Linked DNA regions of Sus scrofa: region 1 is linked to region 2. The links are chromatin contacts, called in public HiChIP or PLAC-seq maps. All regions are on one chromosome and are shown on one strand. Each heading gives the region's core, a stretch centred on a gene start, on an enhancer-like site or on the middle of the called end of the contact. The rest is flanking DNA. Distances are from core to core; before and after follow the strand shown.

Region 1 (4,542 bases), core at 1,259-3,758, 550 kb after region 2:
GGATGCAAACAAGAACAAGACTCATTCCTCATCCTCAAGGAGATCGCCATCCAGGAGGGGATCCACACAAGTAGACAAGCCAAGGAGCAGCTTGATAAGTTTTAACATAGAGATGGACACATTGCAGAGGGGTCACAACAAAGCGGGAGCCTGGATGTGAGGAGGAACCCAGCAGGAACAAAAGGGGGAAGTCATCCCGGGCAGAAAGGAAGAGTGTGTGCAAGGACACGGGGGCCTGAATGAATGTGTTACTCCCTGGTGGCTGCAAGTGGTGCACAGGTGTGGAAAACAGGAGTGGGTGTGTCTGGAGATAGCACTGGGCAGGTAGACTGGGCAGCTTAGAAGACTTATCGGTCTCTAAGGAGTTTGCATTTCACCCTTCAACTTGCAACAGGAAGCCCCTGGGGGTTTTTAACAGGGCGGTAATGGAAGGCCAAGTTCACATCACAGGGATCACTTACGACATTGTGTGGGACATGGGCTCAGGGAAGAGGGAGCCAGGAGACCCATGAGTGCCCTAGCAATTCTTCAAGTGAGAGAGGATTAGGCATTGAACACAGATTGAAGAGACTTTGGGAGACTGGATAGAATTAGGGGAAGAGAGGGGTGTAGAAGAAGAAGGTATTTAAAATTATTTCAATATGTTGGTCTTATTCACCAGAACTATCCGGCAAAAGGAAGGACTCATTTGGAGTTCCCGTCGTGGCACAGTGGTTAATGACTCCAACTAGGAACCATGAGGTTGCGAGTTCAATCCCTGGCCTTGCTCAGTGGGTTAAGGATCCAGTGTTACCGTGAGCTGTGGTGCAAGCCACAGATGCAGCTCGGATCCCGAGTTTCTGTGGCTGTGGTGTAGGCCAGTGGCTACAACTCTGATTAGACCCCTAGCCTGGGAACTACCATATACCTCAGGAGCGGCCCTAGAAAAGTCAAAAAGACGAAAAAAAAAAAAAAAAAAAAAAAAAAAAAGGAAGGACTCACTTCCTCTGGTAAGCCTAAGAGCACATCATGGACACAAACAGATGATCTAAAGCACAATGAACACACAACTACAAACTTAGGGAGCCCTGTGAAAGCAAACCTTCATTCCTGTGGCCAGCTGCCTCTCACTGCTTCGCCTCCCATTCTTCTCACAAGGGTTCAATATATAGAAAGGCCTTCATGAAAGCTGGTCCTTCTACCTGCTGCGCTGTCCTTGCCCAGCCCTCAATGCACAAGGACAGGCTGTCCCCAACTCCTTTGTGTGTGTGCTACAGAGAATCCTTTTCTTTGGTTTGCTAAAATATAATTTCAGTAGTTTATCATGGAGCTTTATTTTTTTAAAACCACAGTGAGAGCAACCAGTCCTCTAAAGACCCCTGAAACCCTTATGTGTCCTTAATTGATCCACAGGTCTGAGTGCTGCCAGGCAGTCCACCTGGGTCAGCTGAAACACATCCACATGCGGCCCGCCTGCCCCAACCCAAGCCATGTGGTCAGCCAAGTCTGTCAGTGATACCCTCTGAGCCCAAGTGTTTGCAACTAATTGCCTGCAGGTCACAACCAGAGAGTACACATTTATCCCCACTACCAGAGAAAGCATTTAGTTTTAGTTTTCCATTACAGCCTTTACTGATAAATCTGTATGGACATATTAGCTACCAAAAGGTTCATCATCTCATTGTTTGCAAGAGCAATAAGTTGCAAACCATCTGAATTTCCAACAACAGCACACACAAAAATTAAAGTCCATCTATAGAATAGAATAGTATATAGCTCCTAAAAATGCTGTTTCATAGAAGGATCAATGGATAGGACAAGATGCTCAACACAGAATGCTTTCTAGAACGTAAGCTCCATGAAAGTAAGGGATTTGTGTTGTTCATCAGTGCACACCCAGTGCCTAGAACAAGACTAGGTACATGGTAGTCATTCTTTAGATATCTGTTTATTGAATCAATATAAGAAGCAGGTAAGGAGATGACAAAGAGTATGGTTCCATTTCTATAAAAAGACACACACACATACACAAAAGGATGTGGAAGGATATACAACCAAATGTCACTTGTAGCTTTCTCTGGAAGGGTGAGATTTTTATATTCTCATTTTCTCTCTATTTTTTTTCTGCTCATAGTTCAAGGTGCTATTCTAACAAGGGCCAAAACCAAAAGGAAATTATTGGGGGAACCCATTACAAACTCAGCTCTTCTTGCTCAAGTTCACCTATGAAACCACTGTCCCTTACTTGCCAGAATAGTATGACACTAAGCACAGTCTAAGTCCCTGTAGCTTATATCGAACTTGCCCCCTTGGCTTTAACCTCATGTCAGCCTGGGTTCCATGAAGGGCCCTCAGGCCCCAGCACTCTTGGCAGAGCCTCATCTATGTCTCCCATGACTAAGCTCTGTCAGTTTCCAATTCATCCCAAACAGGAAAAGGACATTTTACTCCTCTCTTCATATAAACAGACTGCCCACGTTTAGAGGGCATCCTCCCGTCCTTACTGCACCAAGCATGACAGTGTGAACACTTTTCACTCAGTTTCTCCAAGGGCAATTGAACAAGCACCTAAAGATGTCACCTGCCAGGGCCTCATCCTGTTAAATGATGACAGCCCTAGAGGAGAACAGGGCAAGCAAAAACACTAAAACTTTGTAAAATCAGCTTGCGTGAAGTTGCCCCCGTACCAGAGCTGGTGCATGTAATCCTCCCCTGGCTGAGCTAATTGGTTTAGATCACGGATGATTTTACAGCCCCAGAAACCATTCTCTGATTGCAAGAATGAGAGGTGCCAAATGATCTTAAACCACAGCACAGACGGGCCCAGTGCCACCAGAAGAATATTTGGGGAAAGAGCTATTTTAAACGAATGCTCCTGTGGGTATAAGGATACGTTTCTGTCTAGACGCCTGGTAACACCTGTTGCTCTCTCATCCTGCCCCCTGTCTACCTCCCCCCTTGACAGCAATGTAGCCAAGACAAACCATGGCCACCTGACAGAGCCCAGAGACGTGGCCACGTGAACAGCAGACCCTGGCAGCCCAGACATCGCATGCTCTGGCGCAACCTGTCAGACCAGACAGCTCTGCTGCCAGGTGTCAAGGAGCCACTGGAGGGCAGGGAACAGACCTGGAAGCCAAGACTTTAAATTTTCAGATGGCAAGAGAAAGGAGGCTTCTTCCTGAGTGAATTATGGCTTTGGTTCTGGTATGCAGATCAGCATCAAGCAAGTGGAAGGAGAGGAGGGCAGCACTCCTGTCCAATCCAATCCAGCCCTCTCTACCTAACTGTCCCCAGTAAGTTGTCTAGCCTATCCTTGAATCCATATGGTGACAGGAAATTCACTATCTCATGAAACAGCTCATTTTATTGAGAAGCAGTCTTCACTGTACTGAGCTGATCTATTCCTGTAAACTGTGCTCCCCTCGTTACACTTTAGAAAGCTACAAAGGAAGACAGGAGTTCCCATCATGGTACAGCAGAAACGAATCTGACCAGGAACCATGAGGTTGCGAGTTTGATCCCTGGCCTCACTCAGTATGTTAAGGATCCAGTGTTGCCATGAGCTGTGGTGTGGTTGCAGACATGGCTTGCATCTGGTGTTGCTTTGGCTGTGGCGTAGGCCAGCAGCTGTAGCTCCAATTAGCCCCCTAGCCTGGGGACCTCCATATGCCAAGAGTGCAGCCCTAAAAATCCAAAAAGAAAGTAAGTAAGTAAGAAAGAAAGAAAGAAAGAGAAAGAAGGGAGGGAGGGAAGGAAAGAAGGGAGGGAGGGAGGGAAGGAAGGAAGGAAGGAAGGAAGGAAAGTTACAAAGGAAGAGTCTCATATTTCTCTCATGTAATTCAAATCAACATAGTTTTCTGTGTTAACCACATAACATGCAGCTTAACACACAGGGGTAAGTGAGTGCTGGAACCCTGGGGGAATTTGCCAATTCTTGGCAGATTAGAGTCTGGGTTTTAATAAGACAAGAACCTGAGTTTTAGGGACAAGAGACTAAGCCTTGGCTTGGGCAAGGTTGGAGGTCAGATCTGAGACCACTGCATAAAGCTAGGATTCCCAAAGGACTGTCCTCAGAGGAAAGAAGAAACAGTATCACACCAAAAGTCTATAAGGATATTGTCTGATTCAGACACCTATAGTCACTTAATCTTAGACAAAGGAGGCAAGAGCATAAAATGGGGAAAAGACAGTCTTTTCAGCAAGTATTGCTGGGAACCTGGACAGCTGCATGCACATCAGTGACACTAGAACACACCCTCACACCATGCACAAGAATAAACTCAAAACAGCTGAAAAACTTAAATATAAGACAAGATACCATCAAACTCCCAAAAGAGAACATAGGCAAAACATTCTCTGACATCAACCTCATGAATATTTTCTCAGGTCATTCTCCTAAGGCAACAGAAATAAGAGCAAAAATAAACCAGTGGGACCTAATCAAACTGACAAGCTTTTGCACAGCAAAGGAAACCAAAAAGAAAACAAAAAGACAAATTACACAATGGGAGAAAATAGTTTCAAATGATGCAACTGACAAGGGCTTAATCTCTAAAATAT
Region 2 (5,130 bases), core at 352-2,851:
GCTCAATCCTTCCTTTATTGTCTGCGCCACAAGGGAACTCCACAGTTGCCCTTGTTTTCGTTTTTTTTTTTCTTCCTCCTCCTCCAAAGGAAAAGTCCTTGTTCCCACTAAGCTCCATATCATTCCAACTTCATCTTTCCTTTATATTCAGAAAACTGAAGTATAATAACTCAGACCTTATCAGGGAAAAGTGCAATGTATTTTAAATAATGTGATAATGTAGGTATGACTCATTAGATAACTTCTGAAAAGATATTGAGTGTTTTCATATATAGAAAGGCAAACTGCAGATGTTCACTCTGTTAAATATGCTTCCAGCTTGCCACCTTAAAAAAGTTCCGAGAATTCTTATAATTCTTAATTATAATAATTTCTGGGAGTTCCCACTGTGGTGAAGTGGGATCAGTGGCATCTCTGCAGCATCAGGACACAGGTTTGAATCCTGGGCCTGGCATAGTGGGTGAAAGAATCTGGCATTGCCGAGGTTGCCATGTAGGTCACAGCTGCAACTCAGATCTGATCCTTAACCTGCCAAATCCATATGTTGCAGGGCAGCCTAAAATGAAAAAAAAAGAAAAAAAGTTTCTGGTCTTAAAATTTGCCAGTGCAATTGGCTATTTTAAAAACCTGTTAATAATAATGAAAAAAGATTGCATGAATAATTCGAAGTTAACAGCAGCTACCCATTAGTTTGTGCTTTGCTACATGCTAGGCACTCTGCTTACCCATGTTTGTCTATATATCACTCATTTAGTCCTTGTTATACTTAAAATTATTCTCATGTCACAGATGAAGAAACCGAGGTTCAAGTTAATTAGCATACCCTAAGTGGCAAAACCAAGATTAAAACCCAGCTGTCTTTGGCTTTAAACCTAACAGTTTTAATAATTTATCCACTACTGATTAAACAGGTGTGGTCCAAAATGAAGGAACTCAGAATTGTTTTGTTTGCGGTTTTTAGATGCATTATCTTAGCCAGCATTCGTTATGGCTTTGCCCATAGAACTTGAGAAGTTTAAACGTTCAAGATATTAGCCATATAGGCATAAAGTATGAACGTGCTTATAAGGTGTATTTAAGGAAAGTATTTGGGGTTTTTTTAGATTTTTGCCCACCAGAATGTACATTTTTTTCATTTGAAAGAATGAGGGAGATTGTGTCAGACAGGAGTAAAGTTTTGATTGAGCAACAGTTAAAAGACAAGCATCTTAATTTAATATTGATCCACACTTTGCATATACTTTCTGTGTATTTGTGTTACATTTTAAAAGGTAAGTGGCAGTTTTTTATGTACTTCCAAGCTCCTTCCATCAGTAATGAAATACTTGGCTTGGGCAGTCTCTGGAGTCCAGAATTTCAGCTTAAATTTTCCATTCATCCGTGCCAGGCAGTAACTCTAAAATATCTTTTTTTTTTTTTTTTTTTTTTTTTTAATGGAGAAGGCTCCAAAAGGTGCAGCTGTGTGCTGGTTTCATCTTGCACTTTGTAGCGGTGTTGGCACCGTTTACCGTGAGGAATGCCACTGTCTCCCACACGCCACTGGTGCCCAAGGACTGTTCAGGCCTGTCCGTGTTAGTGGTATGGGAAGGGCCTAAGTTGGGAGAGAAGGGCTCTTCTGTTCCATGTGATTGGTTGTCACCAGGGCAAGTGGGGAGGGGAGAGCGGAGTGGGGAGACCTAGTGGAAAATGCAGCTCTGATGTGTCATCAAAAATTTCTTCTGCAACCTGGGACACCTCGTTCACTGGTGTCCTTGTTAAGGACCAATTCCCCTTTTCCTTTGAAATAATACATGTCTTGGCTTCACCACCGCTTTTAGAGCCTTCTGCTCTTCTTGTCTTCTTTCTCCTTAAGCGATACAGATTTCTTCTGATGAAAAATGATTCCCCAAATGAAAAACTGATGTTGGACTGAAGTAGGGGAGTTGAAAATTCACCCAGAGTTTTAAGAGTAGACTTGGCTATCCAGACATACACACTGGCTACAGCCAGATTTAAAAAAAAAAAAAAAAATTCTTCATTCAGGTGTAAAAGTCTGTCTGGAAGGCGAAATCAAGTGAGAATTGATGTGTCAACTTGATGAGAATCATGCTCTGGTAATTTGTGTTTTGTTTGATAGTCGCCATATATAATCTCTGTATATTTAAATATGCATATTTAGTTATATCACATTTTAGTTTATTGAACTGTGTGATATGGTACTTTATCATGGACTTTTCAGAGGACAACTTGCCAAATTTGGTACTTCCTAGCAACTGTCATTTCCTGTTGGAATTTCCTAAGGTGGGATCTAACAGAAATGTAAATATTGACCTTGTATATTTGATAAAATTAAAGGAATGGTGGATTTTAGGGTTGTTGAAATAATTAGTATTTTGCTTTAGAACGGCATTTTCGACTTTCGCTGCTAATTGATCCTGGTGCCCAAAGTGGAAAATGTGAACTTTAAAGGCTTCTTGTGTAGTGCTTCCTCATTCCCTATGTTTAAACATTTTAAAGGGGAAATGGATTGAATCATAGATATTGTGCTAGAGAATAGGAAATCCTTGAATTGTTACTTTAAAAAGTCTTCTCTCTTTGTAAAATTTACCTTTTAACATTCCCATGGCAAAACTTTGATCAGGTAGGATGGATTTCTCTACTTGGGTAATATACTTTCTTCAATATTAAAAATTCAGTGATATGTTCAGTCAATATAGTACAAAAGGAGTACCTGTACTCCACACTATATGGTCTAGTTTTTTCTTATTAAAATATTCCAGGGTGCACTTTGTGAGGTGTTGTTGCAAGGACCTGGTCGCCATCACAATGCTTTTTAGAAACTTCATGTAGCATTTGAATGAGTAAAACCAGTGGTATTTTGCAGCTCAGGATATGGAAAGGTAACTACCATATTTGCCAGAGACACATTGAAAGGCTAAGGAAATAAGGTAGTGTGCCCCCCACCCCCACCTTCTTCAAGCTGAAGTGAAGAAATAAGAGCAGTAGAAACAACTTTATATGTAGTATTTGCCAACCCAGTAATAGAACAACTGTCAGATGCATATTTCAATCACTGTTAAGTGAAATCTCTAATTATCACTTAACTTCCATATTTGCCTGCAGAAATGATTGTGTTGATAAGATTCTACAAGGCGATAAACCTTGATTAAGTAATTCCATTTTCAGTTGCCAACTTTATTAAAAAAAAAAATGCCTGTGTAATTTATGAAGAACAGGAAGGAGGAACTAGGCATGTTGGTTGGACGAGTGTTGTGTGGATTTGTGGGTTCCTGTGTTTGCTGTTTAGCTTTTAGCTTTCTGGACCTTGGCATGTGCTGTGAGCTCTGTAAGTTTGAGAGGACCATGGAGAAACACTACAGTGAGCCCCCATTAGTAACATGTCCCTACCTTTATGTTTTCCTTCTGTCACCTTATGCTGCTGGGATGATATTTTGCACAGTGTAGAAAGCATTTACGGGGGAGGAGGTTTTTGTGAGCTGATCAGCTCAGGCAAAGGGAAGTAGTTGATCATTTGTCAGAGGAAATGAAATGTTGTGCTCTTTCATTTTCTAGTATTTCTTGTTTTAAATCTTAACCGTGCTTTCAATGCTCAAGACTACAAACCTTGCAAGGTATTGGTGTTTCTAGCACTTTTTCAGGTATCCTCATATTTTTATAGATTTTGGCCGAAGTTATTGCTGGATTTTTGTCAGGCAGGGGGTGAGGGTTACCCAGATGGATTTGCTTCTCCTAATAGCATGTCCTAAAATGTACTGTTAACCCAAAACAGATTGCTGGTTCCCTTCCTGGCTCTCCTGATTCAGGGAGTTTGTGGTCGTACCCAGGCATCTGTCTTCCACAGGTTCTCCCCGTGATCCATTGGTGCAGGCAGGCGGGGGAAAAACACGGGTGCGGTGATGTTCCCACTCAGCTCTCCTCATCGTGACCATCATTATGGCATCTAGCGGCATATCTGTCCTGCCTTTATGCCTTTGTAAAATGTGTTTGAGTGCTGTTGCCATGGGACAAAGTGGCCCAGGAAACTGAGTGATAACCTTTGTATGCCCTGAGTTCAGGTGCTGAAGCCCATGTCTGGTTCCTTGTTCTCGGGGACAGCTTTATCATGGGCTCTTTGTAGCACAAAGTCAACTTGGGAATCTTTTAGCTACTGTTGGCAAAATTTGCCCTGGCTCAGATTATAGGCTTCTTCAATACCGTGGTCACCAGCCAGATAGACCTATTTCACTTTAAATCAGTAAGTATTAAAAAATTCACTTCCTCCTTTGCAGTAGCTCCACTTTCAAGTGCTCAGCAGCACCTGTTGGGTGGCACAACTAATAGAACATTCCATCATCACAGCAGGTTTTATGGGAGGGTGCTGCTCTACGATTTCCTTCCGTAACATAGCTCTTCTCCTTTTATCGTGGGCAGTTAGAATGGCTAATAGAGTTAGGTGGCAAGATCACATTATAGTCTATCTCAGGGAATACTGCAACCTAAAGGGGTCTTAGAGTCTAGGGTTTGGGTTTTCAAAATGACAGAAATGAGGTTAAAATTTAACAACATAAGCTGACTTTACTCTTGTCTTGTGAATCTGTTCTTTTCCCATGCTGACTCAGTACTAGAAAGATGGGCTTCATTAGACATTTGCTTATTAACCTGGTACGTGGCTTATAATAAAGAATCACACCACTAAGATCTCATTGAGATGACGTTGTCAGTATTCAGTTTTTCTTAGATTATATAAACTATTCCTAGATAAAAGTACATACCTTTATGAACCTTAAGTGTCTAAAAGTTTATTGATGGCTGATAAACAGACTACACATGTAGCTATTTTCATTTACTCATTTACTCATATTCTGCAGTTTGAGGAATTTGACATGAGTCTATTTAGCTCCCTCTTCTGGTATATTATGAGAAAAATATTTTTACTTAAGATGGTTTCATGTATTTGTGGAGTAAAGATACAGTTACCAGTGTAAGGTTGAAGGACATTATTTGTGTCATCCAATTGGATTTTATTTCTTTTGTATCGTTGGGTAAAACATGTAGGTAAAGCATGGAAAAACAGTTTACGAAGGCATTACATTTCTTAAGATGGTAACTGACCAAAACATACGTAAGCAGATAAAGGCTTTTCTACAGCAC

The links. HiChIP or PLAC-seq counts read pairs in DNA pulled down with a chosen protein or histone mark.
Region 1: an H3K27ac HiChIP or PLAC-seq map of skeletal muscle shows a contact between it and region 2. The contact joins two enhancer-like sites. A contact is called at or near these places in 2 of 47 Hi-C or Micro-C datasets (embryonic fibroblasts and skeletal muscle) and 1 of 2 datasets of contacts at active chromatin or transcription factors (skeletal muscle).

The regions. Positions count from the first base shown.
Region 1 is chr16:47,039,158-47,043,699 of Sscrofa11.1, forward strand. No RefSeq gene overlaps it. Among named protein-coding and RNA genes, the nearest start is that of SLC30A5, 240 kb to the right of the region's middle. Within about 2 kb of position 2,509, at least 3 of the 83 cell types and tissues checked have an H3K27ac peak or open chromatin away from gene starts, as enhancers often do. A contact at or near this core is called in skeletal muscle, where this site is marked.
Region 2 is chr16:46,489,655-46,494,784 of Sscrofa11.1, forward strand. All of the region lies in intron 2 of PIK3R1 (phosphatidylinositol 3-kinase regulatory subunit alpha), which reads left to right. Among named protein-coding and RNA genes, the nearest start is that of PIK3R1, 57 kb to the left of the region's middle. Within about 2 kb of position 1,602, at least 3 of the 83 cell types and tissues checked have an H3K27ac peak or open chromatin away from gene starts, as enhancers often do. A contact at or near this core is called in skeletal muscle, where this site is marked.